2 separate regions of the Hordeum vulgare genome follow, and region 1 is linked to region 2. The links are chromatin contacts, called in public Hi-C maps. All regions are on one chromosome and are shown on one strand. The core of a region is the stretch at or near the end of the contact, and the rest is flanking DNA. Distances in the headings are between cores, read along the strand shown. Region 1 has its middle 69 kb from the start of LOC123411476. Region 2 has its middle 45 kb from the start of LOC123413175.

Region 1 (7,071 bases), core at 3,601-6,100, 190 kb after region 2:
TCTTCCTTTGTGGTAGATGACTACTTGAGATATATGTGGGTCATTCTCCTACAGTCTAAAGATGAGGCGTTTGAACCGTTCAAAAAGCTCAAGGCTGCAACAGAGATGGAACACAAGCTGAAGGTTCGCGCTCTACGGACAGATCGCGGTGAGAGTTTATGTCGAACGAGTTCAACGACTACTGCGACAAGATTGGCATAAAAAGGTTCCTCATGGCACCTTACACGCCGTAGCAGAATGGGGTCGCTGAAAGGCGCAATCGAACCGTCGTTGACATGACAAGGAGTTTACTCAAGAGCAAGAACCTGCAAGGGACTTTTTGAGGAGAAGTTGTCTCGACGACGGTCTATCTTCTCAACCGGGCTCCAACGAAGGCGGTGATTGGCAAGACTCCATATGGAACAATTTACAGATATAAGCCAAATGCATCTCATCTACGGACGTTTGGATGTGTGGCACATGTGAAGACAGCGGAGCCGCATCCATCAAAGCTTGCCGGTCGTAGTACCAAGATGGTGTTCATCGGATACAAGAGGAGTTCCTACACCAAGGCATACCGCTTTTACGATCCACAAACCAAGCGTCTACGGATTTCACGCGACGTTGTGTTTGAAGAAAACCAAGCGTGGAATTGGAGCGCCGCAGCCGACGATACTCCAAACAGTAACATATTCACAGTTGAATTTTCAACTGACGATGATGCAAGAGAGGAGGTCCAGGTGGTTGGCAAGACGCCCAACCAAGGTGACCACAATGGTATTGATCATCATGGTGCCAATACCGGGACAACGTGCATAGGTCGCAAGGAGATTGCGACAACGACGCGCACGGCACGGGTGGAGATCTTGACAACGAGGCGCATAGTGACAACGACAATCAAGATGATGGTCACGGTCACGACAACTACGTCGACGACGCGGATGTCGATGACACGCCTGGGACTCAGTTGTCTTCCTCGAGTGCATCAACACCGATACAATTTGTGTCACCTCCTTCGCAAGCCACAATGGACTCTTGAGGCCTTGTCGCTACAAGACCCTCAAGAAAGTCTACAAGTACACAAAGCCAGTTACGCTCGAGTACTCCGGACTATGTCTGCTCGGAGTTGAGGAGTCGGTGAACTTTGTAGAGGCGAGCAAAAGTCCTAGCTGGACGTACGCCATGGATGAGGAGATGAAGGCGATTGAGAGCAATGGCACGTGGACTTTGGTAACCCGACCTCCGAACCAAAAGGTGATAGGTTTGAAGTGGGTTTACAAGTTAAAGAAGGACACAGAGGGTGCCATTGTGAAGTACAAGGCAAGATCCATTGCAAAGGGCTACGTACAACGTCAAGGAGTTGACTATGATGAGGTGTTTGTACCGGTTGCTCGACTTGAGATGGTGAGAGTGCTCCTAGATTTGGCAGCACAATAGGATTGGAAGGTTCATCATATGGATGTTAAATCCGCTTTCCTCAACGGCAATCTCACAGAAGAAGTGTACGTGGAACACCCCCTCGGTTGCGAGAAGAAAGGCGAAGAAGGGAAAGTTTACAAGCTTAAGAAGGCACTTTACGGGTTGAAGCAAGCGCGAAGAGCTTGGAACTCAAAGTTGGATCGAAGTTTGGTCTCGCTCGGGTTCAAAAGATATCCCCTCGAGCACGCAGTCTATAGAAAGAACTCCAAAGGCTTAAACCTGCTAGTTAGAGTTTATGTCGACGATCAGATTATCACCGGAGATAGCGTACAATAAATTGAACGTTTCAAGGCGCAAATGAAGAACAAGTTTAGCATGAGCGATCTGGGATTATTGAGCTATTACTTGGGCATCGAAGTGAAGCAAAGCTCCGGAGATATTTCCCTATGTCAATCGGCTTACACGGTCAAGTTATTGGACAAGTGTGGCATGTCAGATAGCTACGAGACACAAGTTCCAATGGACCAACATCACAAGTTGAGAAAGCGTAGCTCAAATCCGCCGGTGGACACCACAATGTATCGAAGCGTTGTGGGCAACCTAAGATACTTGGTGCATACCTGATCTGACTTGGCTTATTCCCTCGGGATCGTGAGTCGTTTCATGGAGAATCCAACAACCGAACACATGAACGCGGTCAATCAAATCCTACGCTATGTGAAAGGCACAATTAATCTTGGTTGCACATACAAAAAAGGAAAGGAAGGATTGGTCCTTCGTAGATATTCAGATAGCGACATGGCAACTGATGTTGATGACCGAAAGAGCACAACGGGCATGGTTTTCTACCTTGGTCCGAATCTGAGCTAGAATTCTCAGAAGCAAAAGGTTGTGGCACTATCTTCATGCGAGGCTGAATACATAGCGGCAAGCACGACGGCTTGTCAAACAGTGTGGTTGAGAAGACTACTAGCTATTCTTGCGAAGCGAGAGGTGCAAAAGGTGTCATTGAAGATCGACAACCAAGCTGCAATCTCATTGTGCAAAAATCTGATTCATCGCGAAAGGAGAAAGCACATAGATACCCGGTTTCACCACATCCGGGAGTGCATTGAAGAAGGGATGATCAAGGTTCAGCACGTAAATACTAAGGACCAGCTTGCCAATATTTTCACCAACTCCCTCGGTCGACAGAAGTTCATCAAGATGAGGAAGAAAGTCGGAGTGCAAGCAATGGAGACAAAGCAACCAGATTAAGAAGGTGAATGTAAGAATTAATATAGTTGTAGTTGTAGTATTAGGTATAGTCATGTATTAGTCTAGTCCTAGTGCTAGTCCTTTTGTTTTTACGTTTGAAAACCGGATTCGTGTATGAATCAGGATCTCCGTCGTGTTGGCTGCCGAGTCCTGCAGCGCATTGGACGGGACCTGTATAGAAATAAACGAAAAGGTGCAAGTTTACGCACCATCAAAATAGTTTTCTATTGACGTTCGATCAGAGATTGATTCGATCCAGTGCGGTCGAGTTAGCTTCTACCAGGTCGTGTCGCGTCCATCAAGCTGCTAGCTTGCTTGCTTGTTATAGCTTTGCTGCACGTACACGTCCTAGCTAGGAGTTTTTATCTAGCGATCCAAAGCCAACAGTACTCTGACTTTCCTTTGGCAGCTTCGATAACCCAAGTCGTCTTGAATATTTCAAACACCTCTTCTGTAATTGTCGGATTATCCTTTACAATCTCTGAGTAGGGTTTCTTTTTGTCGATGATCTTTGCTTTCATCCTTAATTTCCAGGAGGACAACGTGCCGCTAAGTTGCCCATGGCGCGTTTGTTTATCTTCTTCATTGCCCGGTCTTTATCTGGATGAGTATAGTTTTTTTCATCCCGGCCCGGGAACAAGAATACCTGGTGCAGCTTCCTTAGAAGGAGGTGCTTCATATCTGTTATCTTCTTTAATTTCTCATCGTTGATGGTGGCGGTTTTCCGTAGGATGCAGCCTATTTGATTGTCGTTGCACGCGCGCTTCCGCAAGCAAGTTTGGCTCAAAATTGTTGGAGTCTACCTCCGCGACCACCAGTCTAGTACTGATGAGCTTGTTTGGGCGTCGTATCCTCTTCGGTTTCGGTTCTATACGGGCTTCGCAAGTCTCAGTGCCGATCTCGGTCTCAGCGCTAGTCTCGGCGCCGGTCTTGATGTCGGTCTCAGTCTCGGATGTGACAGGTGGGCCCCGCAAGAACCATTGCTCGTCGAGAAGGTTCAAATAAGCGTATGCCGCCTCGTAGGCGTTGCAATCACAAAAAACTTGTCCTTCATCGTTGCTAGCCATGTTTCCCACGATTAAATCTAGTCAATTAATTCTAGACCTAATAAAATGAATAATGACATAAAAAATTCCTATGTTTTGCAGGAACGTTGATTCATTCCCGGTGCGATAAATCTCAGGCACTCGATATGTCGTAATTTGTAGAAAAAGTCATGCCAAAATTCACGGAAAATTTCAGCATGACCTTTGCTAAAAAGTGGACAAATCGAGCACCTGAAATTGCTGAAACGAAAATGAAACAACATTCCAACAAAACATAGGCCACTCGGCTTCATTCCCTGTAAACAACAAAAGGCCACTTGGTCACAATCAAACCACTTCAACGTATCAGACTATAGATAACAAGTGTTTCCCTTTAAGTTTTGCATTAATGAAAAATTACATTGTCCAAAATGTTACACACCAATAATTTGCACCGATATCATCCATCAGAAAAATGTATAGATACACTTGTTGAGATATCGCTTTTCATTAACTTATCATCGATCCAAGATAAGAGATAAATTGGCTTATCGGCCGACCTATCGATAAAACGGTCAATCTATTGATTTTTTATCAATCAACAATTTATCGACGATAAATTGGCTTATCGGCCGATCTATCGATAAAACGGCCAATCTATTGATTTTTTATCAATCAACAATTTATCGACGAGGTTTTTAAGAAACCTTAGGTTTTTGTATCATCAGGATCGATCAACATGGCAAACCCGTAAGCCATGTCATCCATATTTCACATAAGCAATAGGAGATGTACCAGAAGTAGCCATAATATGTTGGATCCCGCAGATTTATCTGCGAATATCGACAAGGTAAATGCCGAACCGTTTATCAAGTCTTGCACCAGTCAGCAACCAGAAAACATGTGCCAAAAGCAGAGATCAAATGCATCAGAAAGATAGCAAGAAACCACCGTATAACAAAACAGCAAACATCAGGCAGAGTTATCAAAGGTGTCCGAAGACTCGACCTCCAGAATTATACACCGAATCCTGGGCTCACTTATTTTTCATAGTTCACCAAAGCTGCTGCGCACCAGAAGTTCAAAGATACAAACGATAATACTGCATCACAGTACGGTAGACAGAGACAGACTCCATTGGAGGACACATAATGGACAGGGGCTTGTGAACCCAGAGACAGAAGCAGTTCCATGGCCAGGAGCCTACTGGCCACCGCGGAGACGGAGCACCAAGTGAAGGGTGGACTCCTTCTGAATGTTGTAGTCCGCCAAGGTACGGCCATCCTCAAGCTGCTTACCAGCAAAGATGAGACGCTGCTGGTCCGGGGGAATGCCTTCCTTGTCCTGGATCTTTGCCTTCACATTGTCGATGGTGTCCGAAGACTCCACCTCCAATGTGATGGTCTTGCCCGTGAGGGTCTTTACAAAGATTTGCATGCCACCACGAAGGCGGAGGACAAGGTGGAGGGTGGATTCCTTCTGAATGTTGTAATCCGCAAGGGTGCGGCCATCCTCAAGCTGCTTGCCGGCGAAGATTAGACGCTGCTGGTCCGGTGGAATGCCCTCCTTGTCCTGGATCTTGGCCTTGACGTTGTCGATGGTGTCCGAGGACTCAACCTCCAGGGTGATGGTCTTGCCGGTGAGGGTCTTCACAAAGATCTGCATACCACCGCGAAGCCTGAGCACCAGGTGGAGGGTGGACTCCTTCTGGATGTTGTAGTCCGCAAGGGTGCGGCCATCCTCGAGCTGCTTGCCGGCAAAGATTAGACGCTGCTGGTCCGGTGGAATGCCCTCCTTGTCCTGGATCTTGGCCTTGACGTTGTCGATGGTGTCCGAGGACTCAACCTCCAGGGTGATGGTCTTGCCGGTGAGGGTCTTCACAAAGATCTGCATACCACCGCGAAGCCTGAGCACCAGGTGGAGGGTGGACTCCTTCTGGATGTTGTAGTCCGCAAGGGTGCGGCCATCCTCGAGCTGCTTGCCAGCGAAGATGAGACGCTGCTGATCCGGTGGAATCCCCTCCTTATCCTGGATCTTGGCCTTGACGTTGTCGATGGTGTCCGAGGACTCCACCTCCAGGGTGATGGTCTTGCCGGTGAGGGTCTTGACGAAGATCTGCATACCACCACGAAGCCTGAGCACCAGGTGGAGGGTGGACTCCTTCTGGATGTTGTAGTCCGCAAGGGTGCGGCCATCCTCGAGCTGCTTGCCAGCGAAGATTAAACGCTGCTGGTCCGGGGGGATGCCCTCCTTGTCCTGGATCTTTGCCTTGACGTTGTCGATGGTGTCAGAGGACTCGACCTCAAGGGTGATGGTCTTGCCAGTGAGGGTCTTGACGAAGATCTGCATACCACCACGAAGCCTGAGCACCAGGTGGAGGGTGGACTCCTTCTGGATGTTGTAGTCTGCAAGGGTGCGGCCATCCTCGAGCTGCTTGCCAGCGAAGATTAGACGCTGCTGGTCCGGGGGGATGCCCTCCTTGTCCTGGATCTTTGCCTTGACATTGTCGATGGTGTCAGAGGACTCGACCTCAAGGGTGATGGTCTTGCCAGTAAGGGTCTTGACGAATATCTGCATCTGTAAATACAAAGCAAAGCAGACATAACCAGAGTAAGTTATGGTACAGGGATATGTGCAGTACGTCAAAACAATAGAACAACCAGATGGCCACCACCATGCCACAAAGATGAAATTGCAACAGAGATGAAACCAGCTAGAGAGCGAACTGCCCAGGAGCTGCCCCACTACAACAAGCCAATGGATTGACAGAGCATGCAGTGCTAAATCTTTAGCAGGACTATATATTAGCATATCTACTTGCACAAAGTAAGTAATATATATTAGCATAAGTAATCTAGTTGTACCGAGAAGCTGGTTAAGAAGTCTAGAAACCAACAGCAATATCAGCAAACCGACATGATTTTAGGAGTTGAATCAATGCCCAAGCCAACTACGGATACTACAAAGCCAAACTACAAAGCTAGCAAATCACAGGTGTATAACTTATCAGGGCTACAAAATCAGAAGCTAGCTACCTATAACTAGACAGATTAATCGAATTAACAGCAATTGCATCCCAATAACACCACGAAGGTGTATCATGAGCGGTACAAAATCATAAATCCATAAAATTACTAGAAGATTAATCATAAATCCACAACAATACAACTATACAACTAGACGAGATGAAGCGACCCAACAGCAACCGCACGAGAATCGGCACATCTACTCGAAAATCGTGGCATAATCCAGAGAGATTTAACTACAACCGAGCCTAGTCAACCTCGAGTACCCGAACGAGCTGTAATAATCAATCAACGGCAATAACGCCTCGACCAACAGATCTACTCAAAACAACAACCGATCAACACGCACATGACGTGAAGGAGGA
Region 2 (6,978 bases), core at 2,798-5,297:
TTTGCAAGATCAAAGATGATCAAACTTTCTAGGTGCTTGCAAGTTTTCGTGCCAAAAAAACATTTGAGAAGCTCTATGGAGGAAAAACTTTTTAGTACTTCAAATTTTAAGTTCTTTTAACACTGAAATCTGAAACTTGTTCATACACCTTTCCCTACATGATATTTTGACATGAAAACTTGTAAGAACCTACAAAGTTTGACCATCTTATATATTGCAAAGTTTCAGATTCTTTTGAATTTTTTTTTATTTTTTTGATTTTACTGTTCATAGAGGATGCCTAGGCACCCGGGTGCTGTTACACCTTTCTCCATGTGTATTGTGATGCAGAGGCTTTCCTTGCTTTGGCTGCGACTCAACTGCATCAAAGTTCAAAGGAGGGCATTTTACTTCTTTTTTTCCAGGGTGGGCTTTTTACTTGTACCACGTGTTTATGGTATCTATTTATGCAAGGAAAAACGGTTTCAATTTCATTGATGTGCAGCGAATCAACCTATAGTTAGATGGTTAGAGAGGAGTAATGCATTTGGATCTCAAGCAAGACTAATTCTAGCCTTGCCGAGCCAGGATGGCTGTTTGGTGGAATAGAAAAAAGCTAGCTTTGCCTAGCAAACTAGCCTGCATAGGCTAGAAAATCCATGCCCGGACTGGAGAGCCAATTTGGCTCGCCTCCATCGGCAAAAATTGAGCACAAGTCTATCAAGCCAGTAACTGCTGCTGTGATCGTGGTTTAGTGGAGGCTAGGCAAATAAACCAAACAAGTAGCCTTGCTCATATGAGCTATACTTCGGATGAGATAGAATCCTATTGCCTGGCTGGGATGTTTAGTTAGAGAACCGGTTCAAAAAAAAGTTTAGCTAAAGAACCAAATTGCCAAAAACCATCACAATTGCGTCGCTCGGTGCGAAATAACACCGTTTACATAAAAGTTTGTCAGAAACACGATTTCAAGTAATCGAAAGCACTAACTGATCGGTTGGCCGTGTTTTGACAGCGAACTTGACGTCCTAGCCCCACCAGTCAGGGCCACATGGTCGTTTATTAACACAGTACAGATGCAAGCGCTTATATACACGCGTATACACTCACCCTATAACGCACACACATACATCCTATCTCTATGAGAATCTCTGAGAGACTGAGCCGGCGTATCATCTTGAGATTTACAAAGTTATCGTAGGCGCCTCGTCGTCGACGGAAAAGTCTCCTCCCATTGAAAGTGTATCGCAGGAAATCCTGAAATAAATCCAGAAATAATGCAAGCAGTAGGACTTGAACCCTGAAGGGTTGGGGTATACAACTGTCCCTCTAACCATCCAATCACAGGTTGGTTTGCAGGGCCACGTAGTCGTTAACGTAGCTCGCATTGACCTGGTCTAGCTAGGCCAAGACAATTTGACTAATTTTCAATGATTTTGCCTTTTTTATAGAGCTCCTTGACAGTTATTTGACCGACAAATTTTGCAAGTGCCCGTAACATTTGTTGTTGATCATACCCATAAAGTTTCAGAATTTTTTGAAATATTTTGCTATGTTTTCTTGCATGGGTGCACTGAGCAGGGGTGTAGAAAAATCACTCTCTATATGTCTATCTTGAATATTTCAAATAGTTCAAATAATAAATAGAATATCCAGAGAAGCTAACTACAAGCATTTGATCTTTGAACTAAGAAAGGAAGGAAATGTATTTGGGAAGTGGAGATTTTTATCTCGAGCTCAAATTCGGTGAAAAGTAAAACCGAAAAAAATATGAATTATTTTTGGTTAAACATTGACAAAAATTTTACGTTCCCACAACATTTTGAACTGAACTCATATTTGTGAAAGTCATGGCAAAAAGAACAAAATTGATGCTCCAAAGTGTTATTTTTGAAAGCATTTTGGAGGGCTGATTTTGTTTGTTTTGGCACGACGACTTCGACGAATGTATTTTCAGTATGAGAACTTGTGAGCATGTAAAGCTTTTGTCAATGTTTGCACCCAAAAAAATGGTTCCTCCACTTTTTACCATTCTACTAGACCATTTCTGCCCTGCCATCCATCCTGACCAAACTTTTGTCATTGTGAATTTACGACTGTTAAATAGAAATAGGACCACCATATCCCACGTATAAAGAATTGCATTGCCCCATTCACTCTCTTTTGTACTCACTTCTAGGTTCCCTCTCTTTAAATATTAATTACTTCTCCTTTATTTATAAGCTAGTAGTATTCTTGTTGTGAGACCACCTCGGGTAGTACATCCGCTTTGGAGGATCCATGCCAGGACACGATATTGTTGGGTTCTGGTGCTCAAACTCGTCAGAAGCAAAACTGCAGACATGCATGGACAGTTTGTGTTGGACGGTTCTTTTTATCTTTGCTAGATACTTGTTCAAGTAGTTAGTTCGGCATGAGAGGTTTCAGAAAAGGAAAATATGCGAAGTGTCTATGAAAAGCTTGCAGACATCTTCCACAATCCTCCTGATGACCACATGGATCGAGGGTGAGGCACCCTCAAACACTATAGAGTTCCTGTGCTTCCACATTTCCCAGAGGAATAGGGTGACAAATGCTCTCACGGCCTTTGGCTGTTGGATCACAGGCCGGAAACACACGCGTACACAGTGGAGAAGGAAACACAGGGAGACCCACACGAGAGAATTTTTTTGTGCCGGTTAACTTCCTTCTCGGCTTTTCTTCCTTTATACTTCTATCTCTCATTATTCGGTTACAGAAGGGAAAACGTGGCTTGTAGGGATCCTACAAACGCGCCACGATCCGGTTAGCTCGTGCCATCCCACGAGCTCCTGAACGTGTCTACCACGCGATGCTAAACAGAAGGAAACAGCCCGATGCAAACGGATGCATCTCATCATGCCCATGCAAATGCATGCACGGCTCGTGCCTAACTAACTAGCTAACAAAGAATAATGATAACTAGACGTGACATGAAGAGCCTACTACTCAACTAATGCAACCACCTAATGACTAGTGTAATATCTGAACCAAACCATGTAACAAGATTAGCACTAACATTGGCTTGGCGGCGCACCAAACTGCTAGCGTATCCTGCATCGCGGGTGCCCAAGCTGGCTTGCCGATAGTGCTCCCTAAATCGTCCTCACAAAAATGCACGTGACAACATATAGATGTGATTAGACTATCAAGTACAAACAGTACACTGCAGATGTAAATTGGCAGCCCGGGACAATACACAGTAAAAAAAATTTCAAAAAGGAGGCCTTGCCCCGTTTACATCTTTTTCTTCATACTGATAGATGTAAGCAGTACACTGCAGATGTAAACTGTTTGTATTTATATACAGGCTATCAAATACACAATAAATGTAAACAGTACACTGCAGATGTAAACTTTTTCCTCAAATACAAACAATACACTGCAGATGTAAACCGATCCTGGGACACATTGACAGTCGTTTTCATCTCTGGAAACTGCAGAAAGTGAAAGAATAGAAGCATTATACCGTCCACTATCAAAGTTCAAACCTTTGTCTACTTGCAATGCATGTTTATCTTTTCTCTGTTGCAACAAAAGAATTTGTGCTAGTATACTTCTTTCAAAAGGATTCGTTTCGGTTTTCTTGATGTGCAACTTGGCATGCTGAATCCCGAGTTAAGTAAAAGTCATGGTTTTGGAAGATTAATGTGTCAACCTAAGGGCAGCAGATTGAAGTTGTCTTTGCGGTGCGTCTTTGATCTAAGATAGGGATCATGATAGGGATCGTATGTGCTAAGATGAATTTATTAATCGGCAGCATGATGACAATGTATTAAGTTAGAAAATGACCATGCGCGTAAACCTGATAATTATGTAGTGCAAGATGGCGACATGGACAGCTGAACAAATCTTGGCACTAGATTAATCAGTAGTTAATAATGTTTGATGATTGAAATATTATTAATCATATGGTGACTAGATGAAATGAACTAGCTGGGATAGACGAGTAGAAAAGCAGGCAGGGTTCATGCTGCAAGTGGGACAATCCATGGGAGGCCCGCATCCGCCCGACATCTGCCATATAGGTTAAGCAGGAGGCCCGCATGTGCCCACATAATTTCCGCAGGATAAGTGGGCATCCCACATCCCACATAAATGATTAGGCTCAGTTGAAACTATTGTATTCAAACAAAATACTCCTGCTGCTGCCTAAAAGTGATGTATTACTGATGTATCGTAGTTCCTATTGATCAGTTTGGGTATAACAACTAACTTAAAACATCAAACTAAGGTTTCGAACTTGTCGCATCTAAAAATCATCTCATCGGAATGACACGAACTACAATAAAATTTCAAACACAAACGAAGTACAGTCCACGGTCCACTGCTTGATTCCTCGATCCTTCATGTTTATGCCTGAGACATTTTCATACACAGATCCATCATGAGCTGGAATCTTGAGGTCAGTCCGTCAGGGGTATATGCAAAAATCTATGAACAAAAAAAAGACATGAAGAAAACCTCTAAAAACAGTACCTACAATTGACATTGTTAAGTTTGGCATGAGCTTGATCAATCAGATTTTCTACCAGATAATTTCTCAGCAATGTTAACATGGGAATCAAAACATTTATGTTGATTAACCAGAAGGTTACTGTTTTTCAGAACTGATGCAAACTGGAAAATTCTTGGAATAGTAATAGACATCACAGAAAAAGTGGATTCATGCATACTGAGGATAATTACCAACTGATGCAAACCGAGTCCAATTACCAAGTTAGTAAATGCATCAAAAGTGGATTTATTCACAGATTTGAACAATAGCAAATCAGAAACTGTTACTGGATTGATGATACCGATGTAAACTTTTTTCAGAACTTGAAGCCAATTCTGATGCCATCTCTTTGTAGCAAGAAAAATCAGGATTTTACCTTATATAGTACCCCATGCACACACAACGATCACTACAGATTCAGAAACAACATGAGCCAAGAAGCAGTGCTAATCACTACTCTGGCAAACAATAAAAATACCCTAAGGTCCCTAACTAGCTAACAGCCTAACTTGGTGTCTCTGACTACTGTTTGCGTTTGCAGTTTTCAATTGTGTGAGACTGAAATTTGTAAACCCTCAAAATAGTCCAAATTTCCAAACAATTTCGTGAGATCAATTAAATTTTGTTTTTTGAATAAATTTGAATTTCAACAACTAGATAAGAAGGCGTAGCCGCACAACGTAGACATCATTCATTCTTTTCCTGATGGTTAGTCCATTTTCAACTACTAACTGGTCAAGGTAGCTAGGTCAAACTTTTTGACAAAAATATATTGGGTGCAAAATAATCAGAAATGTAAGTGGCCCATGAATCAAACTCTAGACCTAGTGAGTAGGAGAACAATAATGACCTACCGAAAGGTATATTTACTATAGAACGATCAAAGTCCTTGTCTAGCATAAAAATTTAAAACTACCAAAACTTTCTGAGCGAAACATACAAGGTTCGCTCACCCTCGAAATGGACGAAATTTCAGTGAATTTTTTATACCACTCAGAAGACTATTTTTGTTGGTTCGGTTGTTCGAGATTGATTGATAACTTGGGTTGAATGTTGAACTATTACAAGAGCATCGAGCTGGGGTAAAGTGGATGCTTGATATGTTGTTGTTCACGGTCGCACTGATGTTCCGTCCACTCAACATTCCATAACATTCTATACTGTTCTAGGTTTCAGAATTTTTCTTTTGCCGATGTTAGCTCCGAGATTTTCAAATGGGATTTAGACAACAGAATCGGTTTGCCACTGTTTGCCTGCAAAAAATAAAAATCGTCATTTACCACGCGAAATAATACCGTGCGAAGTGCCACGAAAGAGTTACAAGACACATTACTGTGGCTGATGTCATCATTCCCTCGGTGCTCCACATTCAACACTCACCATTGTCTCTTGCAACGCCACCCCGTCTTTTGTGATTGGGCCTTGCGATTGTCGGTCAAGTAACCACCCTGGAGAAAAGAAAGCATGAAATGAACATGGTGAGTACTCAGATCAAGGGGTAGTATATAAACCCGAAGAAAGTACAATAATTGGGTTAAATACTAGAGGGGAGTAAATAGCATAAAACGACCACATTTTGTGGAAAGAGTTTCAGAAAACTATCACTTCTTCAAAATTTCCTAAAGCTACCACAAAATTGGTTTTTATTTAAAAAAAACATGTTGCATTGATGACTATTTGTTAGTTAATTTTAATTGCATTTATGATAAATTGGGTCCACTCTTCAGCTTTGATTGTTAGGTTGACCGTTATGACAGGTGAAACCTACGTGTCGGTTGCTTTTAAAAAAAAGACAACAATCGGGTCCCCGTGACTTTCAGAAAAGAAAGCAATCGATCATGTTACTTTTTTAAGAAAGCTATCCGGTCAATATTAGTACTTTTAAAAAACAATTAGGTCTCTATTAGATTTTTTTAAAGGCAATCACGTCCTTGTCCCTGTGTGTCGTCCATGGCCGTGGCCAGCCATGGCTGTTGCGGCCTTGGTTGCGTCCGTCGCGGCGATGGTCGGGAGTGGTGTTGCCCACCACTATTGTTGCCCGTTGTCGCTTGCGCCAGTGTCCATTGGTGTTGCGTGTGTCGCTGCTGCTGCTTGTAGTTCACTAGTAGAAAAAGGACCTATTGTCCCGGTTCGTGAGGGCCATTTGTCCCGGTTTTTGAACCGGGACTAAAGTGTCGGTACTAATGCCCTAAACCTTTAGTCCCGGTTCTTGCATAAACCGGGACAGATGGGCCTCCACATGGCCTGTGCGGCGAGCCCACGCAGGAGGCCCTTTGGTCCCGGTTGATGGCACCAACCGAGACCAATAGGCATTCACGCGTCAGCATCTCAGGTGCTGGGGTTTCTGTTTTTTTTTTGAAAGGGGGGAGGGTTTGGGGGTTTTGGAGGGTTAATTTAGGTGTTTCATATATTGTGTTAGCATGCTAATTAATAGAGAGTAGTGTCCTTTCTTATCTCCATGCTTGGTCGACGCTACGTACTAT

Evidence for each region. Hi-C and Micro-C count contacts between places; a contact is called where the count stands out from the background.
Region 1: a contact with region 2 is called in a Hi-C map of leaf, with 10 times the contacts expected there. The contact joins two enhancer-like sites. A contact is called at or near these places in 2 of 6 Hi-C or Micro-C datasets (both in leaf) and 1 of 1 datasets of contacts at active chromatin or transcription factors (embryo).

The regions. Positions count from the first base shown.
Region 1 is chr7H:586,670,506-586,677,576 of MorexV3_pseudomolecules_assembly, forward strand. It overlaps the pseudogene LOC123413276. Among protein-coding and RNA genes, the nearest start is that of LOC123411476, 69 kb to the right of the region's middle. Within about 2 kb of position 4,851, at least 3 of the 3 cell types and tissues checked have open chromatin away from gene starts, as enhancers often do.
Region 2 is chr7H:586,483,299-586,490,276 of MorexV3_pseudomolecules_assembly, forward strand. No RefSeq gene overlaps it. Among protein-coding and RNA genes, the nearest start is that of LOC123413175, 45 kb to the left of the region's middle. Within about 2 kb of position 4,048, at least 1 of the 3 cell types and tissues checked has open chromatin away from gene starts, as enhancers often do.